Regions from separate parts of the Mus musculus genome. Here all the other regions are linked to region 5. Evidence: chromatin contacts called from public ChIA-PET, Micro-C and promoter capture Hi-C data. All regions are on one chromosome and are shown on one strand. The core of a region is the stretch at or near the end of the contact, and the rest is flanking DNA. Distances in the headings are between cores, read along the strand shown. Region 1 holds the start of Gmppb (GDP-mannose pyrophosphorylase B). Region 2 overlaps Bsn (bassoon). Region 3 holds the start of Usp19 (ubiquitin specific peptidase 19). Region 4 holds the start of Apeh (acylpeptide hydrolase). Region 5 holds the start of Dag1 (dystroglycan 1).

What was found. Promoter capture Hi-C pulls out the DNA fragments that hold promoters and counts their contacts. A called contact is a pair of places that touch in the nucleus more often than the background predicts. ChIA-PET counts read pairs in DNA pulled down with a chosen protein or histone mark.
Region 1: a contact with region 5 is called in an RNA polymerase II ChIA-PET map of memory CD8 T cells, with 103 read pairs. The contact joins the promoter of Gmppb here to the promoter of Dag1 in region 5. A contact is called at or near these places in 2 of 39 promoter capture datasets (erythroid cells and pre-B cells), 1 of 484 Hi-C or Micro-C datasets (embryonic stem cells), 6 of 115 datasets of contacts at active chromatin or transcription factors (bone marrow-derived macrophages, differentiating embryonic stem cells, embryonic stem cells and 3 more) and 3 of 9 other capture datasets (adipose tissue, liver and pancreatic islet).
Region 2: a contact with region 5 is called in an RNA polymerase II ChIA-PET map of memory CD8 T cells, with 28 read pairs. The contact joins the enhancer-like site here to the promoter of Dag1 in region 5. A contact is called at or near these places in 3 of 39 promoter capture datasets (cranial neural crest, hippocampal neurons and liver), 10 of 484 Hi-C or Micro-C datasets (CD8 T cells, the G1E-ER4 cell line, differentiating embryonic stem cells and 6 more), 15 of 115 datasets of contacts at active chromatin or transcription factors (the 230-238 cell line, the SCID.adh cell line, bone marrow-derived macrophages and 9 more) and 3 of 9 other capture datasets (adipose tissue, liver and pancreatic islet).
Region 3: a contact with region 5 is called in a Micro-C map of embryonic stem cells, with 3 times the contacts expected there. The contact joins the promoter of Usp19 here to the promoter of Dag1 in region 5. A contact is called at or near these places in 4 of 39 promoter capture datasets (the C10 cell line, cranial neural crest and neural stem cells), 3 of 484 Hi-C or Micro-C datasets (CD4 T cells, cardiomyocytes and embryonic stem cells), 8 of 115 datasets of contacts at active chromatin or transcription factors (bone marrow-derived macrophages, embryonic midbrain, embryonic stem cells and 4 more) and 4 of 9 other capture datasets (adipose tissue, liver, macrophages and 1 more).
Region 4: a promoter capture Hi-C map of the HPC-7 cell line shows a contact between it and region 5, with 6 times the contacts expected there. The contact joins the promoter of Apeh here to the promoter of Dag1 in region 5. A contact is called at or near these places in 26 of 39 promoter capture datasets (the 3T3-L1 cell line, the C10 cell line, the HPC-7 cell line and 15 more), 3 of 15 datasets of contacts at CTCF or cohesin (the NIH/3T3 cell line, embryonic stem cells and pro-B cells), 55 of 484 Hi-C or Micro-C datasets (the 63-12 cell line, B cells, the C3H10T1/2 cell line and 35 more), 33 of 115 datasets of contacts at active chromatin or transcription factors (the 230-238 cell line, the SCID.adh cell line, bone marrow-derived macrophages and 22 more) and 5 of 9 other capture datasets (adipose tissue, embryonic stem cells, liver and 2 more).

What each region holds. Positions count from the first base shown.
Region 1 is chr9:108,047,862-108,050,561 of GRCm38.p6, reverse strand. It overlaps Gmppb (GDP-mannose pyrophosphorylase B), which reads right to left and starts at 1,298. Exons shown (of 9, transcript NM_177910.4): 1 at 917-1,298; 2 at 721-801; 3 at 585-633; 4 at 305-447; 5 at 1-111. The coding sequence starts at 1,045. Ip6k1 (inositol hexaphosphate kinase 1) reads right to left here. Exons shown (of 6, transcript NM_013785.2): 6 at 1,780-2,700.
Region 2 is chr9:108,118,765-108,121,464 of GRCm38.p6, reverse strand. The region is part of intron 3 of Bsn (bassoon); the gene reads left to right. Among named protein-coding and RNA genes, the nearest start is that of 4930447F24Rik, 14 kb to the left of the region's middle. Within about 2 kb of position 1,259, at least 143 of the 459 cell types and tissues checked have an H3K27ac peak or open chromatin away from gene starts, as enhancers often do. A contact at or near this core is called in CD8 T cells, the G1E-ER4 cell line, bone marrow-derived macrophages and 3 more, where this site is marked.
Region 3 is chr9:108,489,308-108,492,007 of GRCm38.p6, reverse strand. It overlaps Usp19 (ubiquitin specific peptidase 19), which reads right to left and starts at 1,332. Exons shown (of 27, transcript NM_027804.4): 1 at 1,113-1,332. It overlaps Lamb2 (laminin, beta 2), which reads right to left. Exons shown (of 33, transcript NM_008483.3): 29 at 2,634-2,700; 30 at 2,414-2,555; 31 at 2,055-2,231; 32 at 1,803-1,962; 33 at 1,478-1,724. The coding sequence ends at 1,588.
Region 4 is chr9:108,093,143-108,095,842 of GRCm38.p6, reverse strand. Apeh (acylpeptide hydrolase) reads left to right here and starts at 1,363. Exons shown (of 22, transcript NM_146226.2): 1 at 1,363-1,408; 2 at 1,484-1,616; 3 at 2,095-2,221. The coding sequence starts at 1,397.
Region 5 is chr9:108,262,501-108,265,200 of GRCm38.p6, reverse strand. Dag1 (dystroglycan 1) reads left to right here and starts at 1,386. Exons shown (of 4, transcript NM_001276482.1): 1 at 1,386-1,576.

The sequences.
Region 1 (2,700 bases), core at 49-2,548, 210 kb after region 5:
GATCTTATTGGACACAAACACCTGTGGCTTCTCAACAAAACGGTGGATGCGGCCTGTGTCAGCCTCACATACCACCACACCATACTTGGAAGGCTCTTCCACCTTGGTAACCTGAATATAGAGGTGGAGGGTACCTTAGGCCTAGTCCAGTTTTCTTTACTCTTGATAAATATGCCTATCCCACATCTCAAAGGCTCTCCCCCAAAGACATTCTGCATAGCTTTGTAGCAAAACAGAGTTTAAGACCAGGGGTCAGGAAAGACTCCATGTGAGGGTGGGAATGTCAGAGGAAATCTTCTCTTACCAAGATGGAGCCCTCTTGGCCATGGTGCCGATGAAACTGCACCATGGCTTGGAAGGGGAAATCACATATCACATCACTGTTGAGAACGAAGAAAGGGTCGGCAGTCTCAGATAGTAGGTCTCGGGCCAACGCCAGAGGCCCAGCTAGAGAAGGGGACAAGTCATAAGTTACCACCTTGCTAGGGGCCTAGGTCCAGACTCCAGAGGCCCCACCCATCCGCCCAGATTGGATACCTCTTTGCTGGCCCTAAAGTTTGCCCAAGGGCCTTCCTTATACTGACCTGTCCCCAAAGGCTCCTCTTCATGAGACATAGAGATTCGGATTCCAAGCTGGAAAGAAGAAGCCATCTGGTTATGTTCCTCCTCCAATGGTAAGAGCCCCAGGGACCTAAAGAAAGGGCTAAGTCCATGCCTCACCCTTTGCTCTTGTGCCTTCATTTCCTTCTCCAACATCTGTGACATGTAGCTCACTGCCAGGATCACGTGGTCCACACCTGCCTGTCAGACACAATAAGGTGTGCTAGTTGACTGGCTCAGTCACAAGGTATGACCACCCCTGGCCTCCCAGTCACTATCCATCCCTCTTCCCGCCATAACAGACCCACGGCCTTACCGCAGCAAGCGCCTCCACTTGATGCAGCAAGATGGGCTTATTGCAGAAGTCCACCAATGGCTTCGGAGTGCTCAACGTCAGCGGCCGCAACCGTGTCCCATACCCTCCCACCAAGATCAGTGCCTTCATGGCGTCTGCAGATGTTAGAAGTGGATCTATCGGTCCAAAGTACTTACAGGCCGCCTGACCGACCCCTGCCGCGCACTCCCAACGCCGTGCCCTGACCTGCACGTTTCACCAACTAGACTGACCAACTCTGGTGTCACCTCGCCCCCCTGCTCTACCCTGATGTGGGGTCCAGGATCAGCCAGAACAGAAGACGAGGAACTGGTTGGAGACCGGCTGGTCCGGAGTTCCGGCCGGAGGCGGCGCAGCCAGTGACGTAACAGGGAGAGCCAATCTACGTGGCAGGGCCGCCCGCAGCCGAGCGTCAGACTTTACGCTGCGGCGGACGTAGCCAATTAGATTTCCAACGCCCTGGGCTGCCATGGGGACCCGGAGAACTCGCGAGTCAGATGCCCATTGGCGGATCTAAAGGCGGAACCGAAAGAGGAGGCTTAGCTTCCTATCGGAACCCAGTCCGCCACGCGGCAGCTGCCATCTGCCCCGCCCCGCCCCGCCCCGCCCCGCCGACGCCGCCTACCCCCCCAAAGGCCACTCCAGGTTCGCCCTGATGACCCCGCCCCTCAACACTTGCTCTGACCCCTATATCCAACCCCTCCCGTGCTGCCTCCCCCGACCCCCCACCCCCAGTGTCAGCACTGTCCCGCTGCACCTGTCCCGACCCAGCTCAGCCCGATCCCTAGACTAGCCATGTCGGCCCAACCGGAGGCGATGAAGTTTTCACACAGACTTGGACAGAGTTCAGTTTCTAGAGGCTTTATTTTGACGTATACGACCAGACACAAGCGGGCGGATAGCGCTGGGTGTACAGAAAAGGGCCGGCTTGGGCCAAGCACTCCTCTCCACCACACAGAAGACCTGGGGAAAATGCAAGCGCGCCTAAGCGCCAGTGGAGCCACGTATGCATCCAGGCGCAGGTCTTAGGGTGTGTAGCTTCCAGGAAAGAGGAGCAGATAACAATTTCCAGAATTCCAAGTCTTACATTTCCTCCACAGAAGCAAAGGAAATTTCCCCAGGTTCTCCTTTTTCCTCGTTAAAATGTAGTTTTTAAAATGAGCACACACACACAACCAACTTATATAGCTGTAAAGTTCAAAGCAGTTTGCATCTAGGGAACGTGCACGTGGCCAGATGTGAGCGAATGAGCAGCGGATACTGAACGGATACTGTCCGAGCCCAGGTCCCTTGCCCCTAGGAGAGAATGAATCCCCACACCACTGCACGGCCCACAGCTGAGAGGGGTAGAATCCCAGGCAAGGACATTGCTCTACTGGTCCCTTCCTCTTCCAGCAGCACCCATCCCATTTCACTCCCACCCATCTCCCCGGGCTGGTATGGGCTTGGCCCGGGAAATACAATGGAAAGGGGTAATGTGAGCTCCCAACCCATGATCCCTAGTTGCACTTTGGTCCCAAATTGATGATTGGGAAGGCAGGACCTGTCAGGAAAAAGACAGGGCTCTAGCCTGGGACAGGCAGAAGAGCAGTGGTAAAAGTGTTCGCACACACTTGCCACCACCTATCAGATAACAGAGCTGGGCCTCCAGATATCAAAAGTGCTGAAAAGTGAGGCCCTGCCCTTGAGCAGCGGCAAATCCCAGCCTTTCCTCGCTTGCAGTGGCAGGAGCAGTGCCTACCAACTCCCTTGCTACTTGAGAAGCA
Region 2 (2,700 bases), core at 10-2,509, 140 kb after region 5:
AATGAACATGCTTGGGGCTAGGGCATGAGAGGGGCACATCTCAGCTTCCAGGGAGCACACTGCACACACTGGGTAAGGCTTCCTTCTAGGAGGCAGAAAGGAGGAGCTTGGGTATACCCAGGGCCATGGGGTGGAATGGACATTACACAATCGTAAAAGTCCAGCAGCGCTGAGACTGGCCGTGCCTGTGGCCCAGTGTCTGAGTCTTTACCTTTTGGGTTTCTTTTGTGGGTGTTTGTTTGTTTGTTTGTTTATTTATTTTGAGGGAGGTATTTGGTTCTGTGAGACAGAATCTCTCTTTTTAGCCAAGGCTGGCCTCAAACTCATGGCAACTCTCTTGGGTCAGCCTCTCAAAATTATAGGCCTGAGCCACTGTACTGAGCTGCCCTGTGGTCCAGCGGCGTGGAAAGCCAGGTAGCTGGCCATGAGGTGTAGATCAGGATGGGCCACAAGAGCTGGCACACAGGCAGCTCCACAAACTCAGAGAACAGGCCTGTGGCCTCCTTTAGACAGTGTCAGGATGCCCAGCATCCCACACAACCCCACACAGTCTCCCAGTCCTCACTGGCCGGTGACTCAGAGACCACAGTTCTCACATGCTTTGGGGTTTCCCCATACTTCACCCCCCACACACACTTTACTTCCTTCCCCTTGTGTGTGGATTGGAAGCTCTAATGATCATCTTTGGTTTCCATGAGAACCGGGTGTGATGCTGTGCTCGGACACTTGTGCAGAAATGCCGCCTTGAACCACTGAGCTCCTCGGTACACGCCTTTACATCTCCCAACTGGAGCTGATGATTGTTCTTGGGAGATCTGTATCTTCCTGTCCCCAAAAGGACTAACAAGGCAGAGGTGGTCATCAGTCTCCCCGTTGTCCATTCTCTGGCTGCTCACCAAAGAGCCAAGCAAAAAGGACAGCCAGCCAGCCAACCTCCCTCTGCTGGGGCTGGGCAGGGCTTAGCAAGGGAGACAGTCATATTCTGAGTGGGTGAATGAATGAAGTAAGGAGATAAGACTCAAGGGAGAGAATGAATGGGTGGACGATCCAGAAACGGAAGGATCAGGGGTGGAGGTGGGGGCACATTGGGGTGGGGCTGAGATGGAGGTAGATTGAATGAATGAGTTGATACCTCAACAGCTGTGCTCAGACTCCTAGGTGTGGGCGTTGCACATGGCCTGCCTTTCACCCATACCCAGGAGGAGGCTTTGGCCAGTCCTCTGCCCAGCTCCTCCCAGCCTCCGTGCTTGTACACTGCTCCTGCTCCCAGTGGGCTGTGAAGGGCCTCCAGCAGGCGGGTCAAGTGCTTATTTTTAGCTCTTCCTTCACACACCGCCTTCTCCCCGCACCCCCCCCCCCCCGCCCGCCCTTTCTCACTGCTTACAAAGCAGAGCCAGGAGCAAGAGAGCCACCAGGAAGCTTTCCTGAAACCCGGCTGCCTCCATGAATATACCTGTGAAGGAGCAAAGTCCCAGCCAGCCTGTGACCACTGGCAGCATGCCTACTAAAGGCCTTACTTGTGGGTACAGATAAGCAGGCCTCTGCAGGGGCTAGCCCCGGACACGGGCTCTGCCTTTGTCCATGCTGCCCTTCCAGGGTACCCTCACTGTCTTTTAGATTGCTGCTTCTGGAGTGGGTTCAACAGACCAGAGGTGGTTCAGAGGTGTGTCTGAGGCAGCAAAAGTAACAGGACACCATTTTTTCCTATGCCTTGGCTCTTTCTCAAGACATAATGGTCTTTCTCATGGTACTGCTCCTGGGAGGAGCCCATGTCTAGGCACTGTGACAAGGGCAAGTGTGCACTGAGCAGTTAGTAGGGTGCTGTTCTGGGCTGGGCTAGGCTGTTACCCTCATTCCCATTACCTCATGTAGCCAAAGCAACATATTCCTGTCCAGCTAGACCTACTGTGGGTCTAGAACCCCTGACTCAGGGACCAGAGATGTCCAAGTCCCAGCCATGTGCAGTCAGCTGGGATTTGAAGAATTGGTTTCTAGCAGTCTTAGGACTTCCTGCTGATTCCTTTGACATATTTATCATGGCTTGTTTAGGGCTGTGGGTTCCAGGAAGGGCTTCTATCAGTCACTTCTCATTGCAGTGACCAAATTGCAGATAGAAGGAACTTAAAGGAGGCGAGGTTTGTTTTGACTGCCACTTTAGAGGGGACCATGGTAGCCGAGGTGGCACTGATTGTGGCAATGGAGGCTTAGGGCACAGCTCATTCACATCTTACCAGATCAGGAAGCAGAGAATTTGATCCGGAACCAGAAGTAGGTATCACCTTCAAAGACCTTCCCTTAGCAACCCATTACAGCTCCTTAGAATCTATGTCCAAAGGTTCCACCACCTCCCAAGCAGCACTAGCAGCTTCGGACCAAGTATTCAGACACACAGGCCTTTGTTTTGTAGGAACAGTTCACATTCAGACTATAGCAGTGCTGGTCCCTGTGTGTCATCGCCATCATGACCCTGTCTTCAGCCTTTAGCCCTGGTCCTGAAACTGAGTGATTTTTAAGAGTGGTGGCTAATAATAATGATAAATAGTGATGCGGGGCAGTGGCGGTGCACACTTTTAAGCCTAGCACTTGGGAGGTAGAGGCAGGTGTATTTCTGAGTTTGAGGACAGCGTGGTCTACAGAGTGAGTTCCAGGACAGCCAGGGCTACACAGAGAAACTCTTGTCTCGAAAAACCAAACCAAACC
Region 3 (2,700 bases), core at 83-2,582, 230 kb before region 5:
ACGGCCCCAGGTGCTGCCACTAACCAGAAAGGCTCTGGTACTAAAGCATCTAGTCTGCTTCCTGCCGGCTCCTATTTTTTGCCATAAACCAGCTCCTGAAACTTGATCTTTTGTTTCCACCTAAAGAAGGATCGATCTCTCTCTCCTCAGCCTTAAAGATTAGGAGTGGAGGCGGGTGGTGGTGGCGCACGCCTTTAATCCCAGCACTTGGGAGGCAGAGGCAGGCGGATTTTCTGAGTTCGAGGCCAGCCTGGTCTACAGAGTGAGTTCCAGGACAGCCAGGGCTACACAGAGAAACCCTGTCTCGAAAAAAAAAAAAATGAGGAGTGGACTCCAGTTTTAAGACACGGTGATAGGCTTAACAACGAAACAGACATCACCCCTGTCTCCAGGTTCCTTCCTTCATCATCAGCTCTGAGCCACGGAGGCCTGATCTGTTTCCCACCTGTGTGTGGATTCGGGCTCCCTCCATCCAAAGTGAAGTTCTCAAAACTAGTGAGGGTGGAGATGGAACGTAGACCTAGTACTAGCCCTGGCAGCCTCAAGCCCGGCTTGCGAGACGAAGGAGATTGAACTGTAGCCTGTGTTCCCTTAGGGGAGAGTGGGGTGATAAAAATACCCTTGGACGATAAGAGTGATGAGCGGAATCTTTAGTGACAGTCCGTCCAGGCCTCTGGGCAGAGCACCCGCCGTTTCCTCCTTACACCGAGGCCCGATTCACAGCCGGAATCCCTCCCCCATGCTCTGAAAGCCGTCGAAGCGGCAGAGAAACTATCCGGAGATCCCAGCTGGTTAGAGAAGCTGCGCAGAGTTACTGAACGCAGACCAACGCCCCGGCTAGGATGCTGCCCTCCTCCAGCCTCCGAATCCCAGGCCTGCCACCACCTCCTCCAGGAAGCCACCCTCGCTCGCCGCTAATCCTCTTAAAAACAGAGAGGCCGGCCACAGGGGTAGCATAACGGCTCGGTCGGCATCGGTAGGCCGAGCACGCCGCGAGGCTCGAGATGTCGGGGCTGGCACGGCCCGTGACCTTGAACAGGCCCGCCCCGGGCCAACCTTGCGGCCTTCCCCCGCTGCGGCCAAACCGGCGACTTGAGGCCCACACCACTCACCGAGCGAGACCGCCGCCACCAGCCCTCTTCGGGCCCTGGCAACACGCTCTCGATTCCGGTTCCGGCGTCGGGTCGGTTCCGGTTCCGGCGCGCCCCTCCCCCGTCCCGGCTCCTCCGCCACCGCCGCCTTCGCCGCTGCTTCAGCCGCTTGTTTTGTTTCGACTTCTAGCTACGGCTACGGGAGGCGGGGTGCCGAGCTGATGACGCACTTCCGGCAAGAGTGGGAGCTCTTGGTGAAGGGCAGCTTTGGGGAGGGCGGGAAAGGAAGAGGAGGGGTTCCGGTGCTCGGCCTCTGCTGGTAGCCTACAGCTGATGGCGTGTATAAAGGTCCTCCGCCCCTCCCATCAAAGGCCAGACAACACAGAGGAGGTTCACACAGGTTTATTGAAAGCTCTTGCTAGCCAGGAGCTCTTTAATGTGCGGACGATCGTGTGCAGAACAGTGCTTGGCGACAAGGCTAGGCCCTAGGGAGTGGTCACTGGCAGGTGTTGTAGATCTGGACCTGCAAGTTGATGGCCTGGAGCACACTGCGCATCCTGGCTTCCAGCCCATCCAGCTGGGCCGCTTTGCCCTCCAGTGCACGCTCGTTCTCCTCATATGTGCCCTCCAGCTCTAGAAGGGTCAAGAAATAGTTCAAGTCTTTTCTCACGCAAGCCCACCTTTCTAGCTCCCGCCCACCATGGTCCTCACCCTGTAGCCGCTGCAGCTTATCCTGAGCGGCCTGCAACAGGTCCCGAGCCTCATCCCGCAGTTGTTCTGCCCTGGCTTGTGCAGCCAGAACACCTTCAGCCTTCCGCTCTGCCAACGCCCTCACTGTTTGGTATTGGTCACCTACTTGTTCCCGTAGTTGCTGCAGATGTAAGAGGCAGGGTCGGTATACTAATTCAGTGGAATTCTAACTATAATACCCCTACCCCATCCAGAGGGCTTCGCCCAACCCACTTTCTCAGCCTCCCTGGCACGGCTCTGGGCACTGCCTGCTGTTTCTTCCGCTGTAGATGCTGCCAGGCTATTTCCTGCCCGTTTCAGTTTCAGGGCCTCCAGGAGGGCGTCTAATTGCCGAGCCCGCTCACCGGCAGAGTTCAGAGACTTCTCTGCACCTGCCATCCTCTCCTGGACCTGCCACAGAAAGGCCCAGGTTTAACAAATCCACCTTTAGTACCAGCAACTGAGAAGGAGAAGCAAGTTGATCTCTGTAACTTCCAGGCTGCCCAGGGCTACACAGTAAGACCTCCCTGTCCCAGACAAAGCAAGCCAGATCCTTAGTACATGCCCATCACCTCGTCCTAAGGAAGTCATACCCGCTGCAGGGTCTGCTCTGTGTTTTGTGTGTCAACCACTGCTCCCCAGATGGCACCCTGAGCAGCTCCTTGTGCCCTCTGAGCCTCCTCCAGTGCCGCTTGGACTGTCTCTGCCTTCTGTCTCTCACCCTCGGCCCGGCTCCTGAGGAAGAGGGGAGATCAGGGTCTACAGGTATCAGGACCAGGTTTCAGGAATGGGGACCAGGCTTGGGGGTCAGACCGTGCCCGGTGCGCATCTTGCAGTAGCTGTTCAGCCCGACGCACGTCGCCCATGGTATGGGCCAGGA
Region 4 (2,700 bases), core at 114-2,613, 170 kb after region 5:
GCAAAGGCTTGTCCTAAGCCACCAGACAGTTTTCAGGATCCTGGTTCCCAGGAGCTAGATGGGCAAGTGCTGCCCCCTGGTGCTATCAAACAAGCTTTACATCTGCCTACCTTGTTCGAAACTCCCCCCCCCCCCCCAGTCCCCCATGGCTGAGACTTTAATCCTTAGTATAGTCAAGAATAGTTCAAGCTGGATATCATAGCCCACACATTTAATCCCAGCTCTTGGGAGACAGAGATAGGTGGGTCTCTGTGAGTTTGAGGCCAGAACTACGTAGAGAAACTAAACAAATATAAGTTAAGCAGCACTAGAAAATAAGAAACAGAGATTAAAGAGTATCAATTTTGCCTCAAGTAAGAAAGAAAGCACTCATTCAAGGGGGCCCATAGCTGGTCTAAAAGACCAGCCACTCTCAAGCTATATGGAGGAGGGGGAGATACCTACTGTTGCCCAACCACTCTTGCTCTCTGCTGTCACCTAAGTCAACCTAGTCCTGTGTCGTGTGCAGGAGACTGTCTGCCTAGGCTCTTCTTTCCACAGCACGCTCGCTGCTCTTAGGTGAAGTCTGACCCTCCACATCGGCCCTTGGAGTAGGTTGAGACCCAGTCGGCTCACGATCCGCAGCAAGGAGCTTCTGAGAAGGGCGGGTTAAGGCTGTGGCAACAGATAGCTTTAGGGGCAAGTCTGGTGATTGATAAGCCAGGGTAGCACCCAGAGAGTTCAGCACCGCCCTTTGCCCGGCGCCCCAGGGCTCCACCCGGGAACCTAAGTTTCCCACTCCTAATCGCCTGGCTTGCAGTAGATGGGGAGAGCGCTGAAAGAGATCCCTGCGACTGAGGCGCCCCGCAACATTCCGCTTTCACAGACCCGCTAGTCTCTGTATTCGGTTCCCACCCGTCCCCGCCCCCGCCCCCGCCCCCTCATCCTTAAGGATCATTAGTGTTCCTCCGAAGCCCCACCCTTCGAACGCTCAGGGCTTTCTCTCTGATCCCGCAGCTTTCAGCTCACAGTCGGCTGGAGTCCAATCCTACTTCCTTCACTCCTCCCAGACCTGCCCTGTCTCTGAACACCGGCTCTGTATTCTGCTGCTATACGTCCGCCCTCACTCCTCGGAGCCTCCCCTCTCTAAAAATCCCAGGACTCGACTCCCTGATTCTGCCTCCCACTTGCCTAGTCTTCGACTGAATTTTTGTTTCCCGCTCCTCCCCTCCGGGCGGCTCCTTCGTAGGCCCCGCCTTCTTACTATCCAGGCCCCGCCCCCTGCCGACTGGCCGGAGCTTATACAGGGCCCTGCGGGTCCCAGGTCGCCACTGAGTGTAGCGGAAACTGGGGACCGCCTTAGGCCCCGCCCCCGGAGCTTCACTTCCGGGACTTAGCTGCTACCGAAAGACCGACTATGGAGCGTCAGGTGAGGGCTCGGCCCGTGGCCCCCGTGGCCTCCGTAGCCCGGGCTGAGCCTGACCCTGGTGTGTCCCCTGCGCAGGTGCTGCTGAGTGAGCCCCAGGAGGCGGCAGCGCTGTACCGGGGCCTTAGCCGCCAGCCTTCGCTGAGCGCCGCCTGCCTGGGCCCGGAGGTCACCACGCAGTATGGGGGCCTCTATCGGACTGTGCACACTGGTGTGTAGACCGAGGGAACTGGGTGGCGACGGGCCGTGCATCCAGGTGGAGAGATGGGGACTGTGGAGGGCACGCTGCTTGACACGGGTTTGGGGAGGAAACCCAACTGTAGTTCCTGCGCACAGGTGTTTTGGGGGCTGCACTAGCCTTACTGATAAATAATTCCGTAAATGAGTTGAAGGTGTGGGAGTAAAATTCAGACCTGAGTGCAAGGTGTGGGCCTCGCAGGACTCTCCGGCCCTTACATTCTACAACCCAACAACAGCTATGTTGCCCTTAAAATTCTGTGGTTGGTAGTGGGTTCTCTCTGACCGTCAGCTCAGGCTCTGGGAGCCTAGGCTTAGGTTATATTAAGTGAAGTGTTGTCCAGGCTATACTCAGGCTGTCCGGAGACAGACTGGGAAAGATAGGCCTTGATTGGTGGGCAGTGGTCCAAACTGGCCCAGACAAGTTGAGCAGCCCCCTGCCTCCCTTGCAGAGTGGACTCAGAGGGACTTGGATCGAATGGAGAACATCCGATTCTGCCGCCAGTACCTAGTGTTCCATGATGGAGACTCGGTGGTGTTTGCCGGGCCTGCGGGCAACAGTGTGGAAACCCGGGGGGAGTAAGTGTGACAGGAGCAGTCTGTAGACAAGACCGCAGCCACCTGCCTTGCTAGCCTTTCATAAATGTCGCCATGTGTCCTTAGGGTGTTGTGCTCTGTGCCTATCCCCTTCAGGGACAACTTTGGGTGGCTTCAGGGGAGCAAAGAGCAAGGTGCCTGACCCCTGAGAGCTTGTCTGGTCTCTGGAGACATGGCCTGATAAATACTAGGAGCTTCTTCTAAACTAGGGCCTAGGTCCCTAGGACTCTGGAGACAGTCGAGTCAGTAACCTAAGGAAGAGAAAAAAGGCCAGCCAGCTTGAGGCTGGGAGTGCTTCATGGGCTGGTATGATTTCAGAGTCCCAGTTAGCTGGGAGATAGCCTCCTGTGCGGCCAATTCTGATTTTATAACGCCAGACCTAAAAGGGCTTATAAAGAAAGGAGAGAGAGACAGACAGACAGACAGAGACAGAGACTCAGCTAAGAGGTTGTGACCAGTAA
Region 5 (2,700 bases), core at 137-2,636:
AGCCCAAACTGGCCTGGAGACTCATTATGCGACCTTGACTGGCCTTCAATTTACAGCAATCCTTAAGTCGCAGCTTTATGAGTGTAAAGATTACAGACGGCAGCAACCATGGCCAGCTCATTCTCAGCCTTTCTAAAATGGTACAGTCTTAAAGTCAGAATCTGAGAAGCCATTAACTCTTCAGTTTATTAACATCCAAGGGATGGCCTGCTCTTGCTCTCCTGGATTTTAGTTCCTCTTCCTTTTCTAGGCTCTATGAGTTAGTCACGTAAGAATTGAGAAATTGCAAACAGGTATTTGAGGTAGGGCATTTCTTCCTGAAAATTTTTTCTCCTAGACTCTTCTGAAGAGAACTGCCCGTCCTTTAGGCAGGAATCCCAGGCTGAGTAGCCGCCGGGTCTGTATTCAGAATGAGTTTACTGATAACAGCTTGTGTCTGAAACTCCAGCCTGGCCCTAGGCCAAAGAGGAATGGATTCCTTCTAGCAGTGTGGGGTCAGTTAGGAAGGGAGCAGAGCCTACCACAGTTCTGATTTCCACAGGTATTATGCACTGTCAGGTTTAGTAACTTGTTAAATCTCCAGTCTCTGGAGTTTGGGCCCTCTGGTGAGCCCAGGAGAGTTAAGAACTACTTTAGGACCCTCCATAAATGGGGGAGGCCAGATTCTAGCAGTAACCACCCATCTAAAGAATGTGGGCCACCGGGGGGTGAGTGACCTGTGCTAGCGGGTCAGAGCTATTTTGAGCTCCAGAGGAGGCATTGGATTTTAGCTTTCCAAGGAGGGGGAGGGGAAGCCTGTTGTATGGCCAGCACTAAAGAAATGGGTTACCTTCCTGCCCACCCACCCGGATCTGGCCTTAGTTTCTCCATCCATATTAAGGAGAGGGTAACAAGGCCTCTCTTCCTTTGCAATTGGGAGGGCGCTTCCTGAGTGTTTGAATGGTTTAGATACCGCTTGCGTTTTGCTCGAAGGAAATTAGGGGGCAGCTGTGTGGTGGCTTGTTGTGGCCGGACCGGTTCGCCGGCCTGTCCATACCTCGATTTATTCTTCGGGAGAAGTTGGGAAAGGTGCCCCTCCCCCACCCCAGCTAGCAAGCGCTCCCAGCTACCCGGACTGGCTAAGGCGTGTCCCGGGACCCACTTGGTCGACTTCGGGGGCGGGGCCTCTACGTCGGGGCGTGGCTTTTGGGGCGGGGGCGTGACAGGCCAATGGGCAGAGAGGTGCGGGACGGGGCGGGGCCTGTGCGCGGGTGCGGCGCGCTGCGGGGCTAGCGACGCAGGCAGAAGCGGGCCGCGCGCTGAAGGCTAGTCGGCGCCGCTCCGAGTCGGCCGTGGGATTGGCTGCGGCACTCGCGTGTCAGGCGGTTGCTAGGCTCCGGCCGCGCGCCCCGCCCTCGCGCTCGGCGCCCTCTCACCGCTCGGTACGTGATCGCGCGGAGGCTGCGGCGCGGCGCTCGCGCTCCTGGGGCTCGGGGGCGGCAGCGGCGGTAGCTTCGCGCGGAGTCCCCGGGGAGTGGCGGCGGTGTCCCTGGGCCCGGAGGAGCGAACACCTGCCGCGGCCTGCCCGTGGTGCTGGGTGAGTGCGCCTCCCGCCTCTGCCTCCCGGTGCCTGCCTGCTGGGGCCGGGATCCCCGCTGCAGCCGACCGAGCCTTCCGCGGAACACCTGCTGCTGCTCCCTTTCGGCCCGGGGCGGGGACACGGCCACGGACGTCCTTGCGGGTGAGGAGGCGGCGCCGCCGCCGTCCGTGCGGAGCCGCCCCTCGGCTCTCCGTCCGGTAGCTGAAGGCTGAGGCCGGAGCTGCGCGCCGCGGCGACGGGCCAGGCCTCGGCCCCGGCCCGCGCTCCCGGGAACGCGGGGCCTGTGCATCGGCCGCGGGCGTGTGCGGCCTGCGGGCTGCCTCCGGGTTGCCAGTGGGGGTCGCGGCCCAGTTAGGAGGCATCTCTACTGTGGGGCTCCTGCCAGAGGCTGGGAAGGGCGCCGCCCCCGCCTCTTGCTTTGAGCTGCTCCGAGTCTTGGGGTTCTTTCCTCCCCCTCGGTTGCGCTTCTGTGGGAGACTCCTTTACTACCTTTGCAGTGGGTATTTGGGAAATCAGGTTCACTTGCGAGTATATTTGGAAAATGTTCCCAGAGGGAACACCATGTTGACTCAGAGTCCTTTGCTATAACTCCCAAGTTCATTTATTGACAAACTCAACGGGCAATTAAAAACACACCTCTTAATCTCTACAATTTGAGAAGCTTTTGTTAAGTTGAATTACATCAAGATTAGTTTTCGTGGTGATGACGAAGTTTTGACTGGTCCGCCTAGTCTGGGACAGTACCTTTATAGCCTAGAGGTCTAACTTGAGAGTCCAGCCTGCTGTTTCCCTAAATAAGCGAGTAGAAGTAGTTCTTGGCGTGGAAGCCAGACTCGTGAAGTGAGGGTGGTGTTTATAGAACATAACTCCAGCTAGAGTTGGGTGTGCTTCCAGATGTTTTGGAATCTGATGGAGATGGGGTGTTGCAATCATATTAGTATATATTGTGCTTAATGAGCAAGAGACATACTTTCAGAATGTTCTAGTTTAGAAAAAGAATTCCACGGTAACGGGTTGTACAGATCGATGGTTTAAATATGGAGAATTGAAGTTCTTTTTGCCTTGAAGTCAAGGACATGGTCAGCGTGCTTAAAGGACATAGGGGCTATTGGAGAAATCAG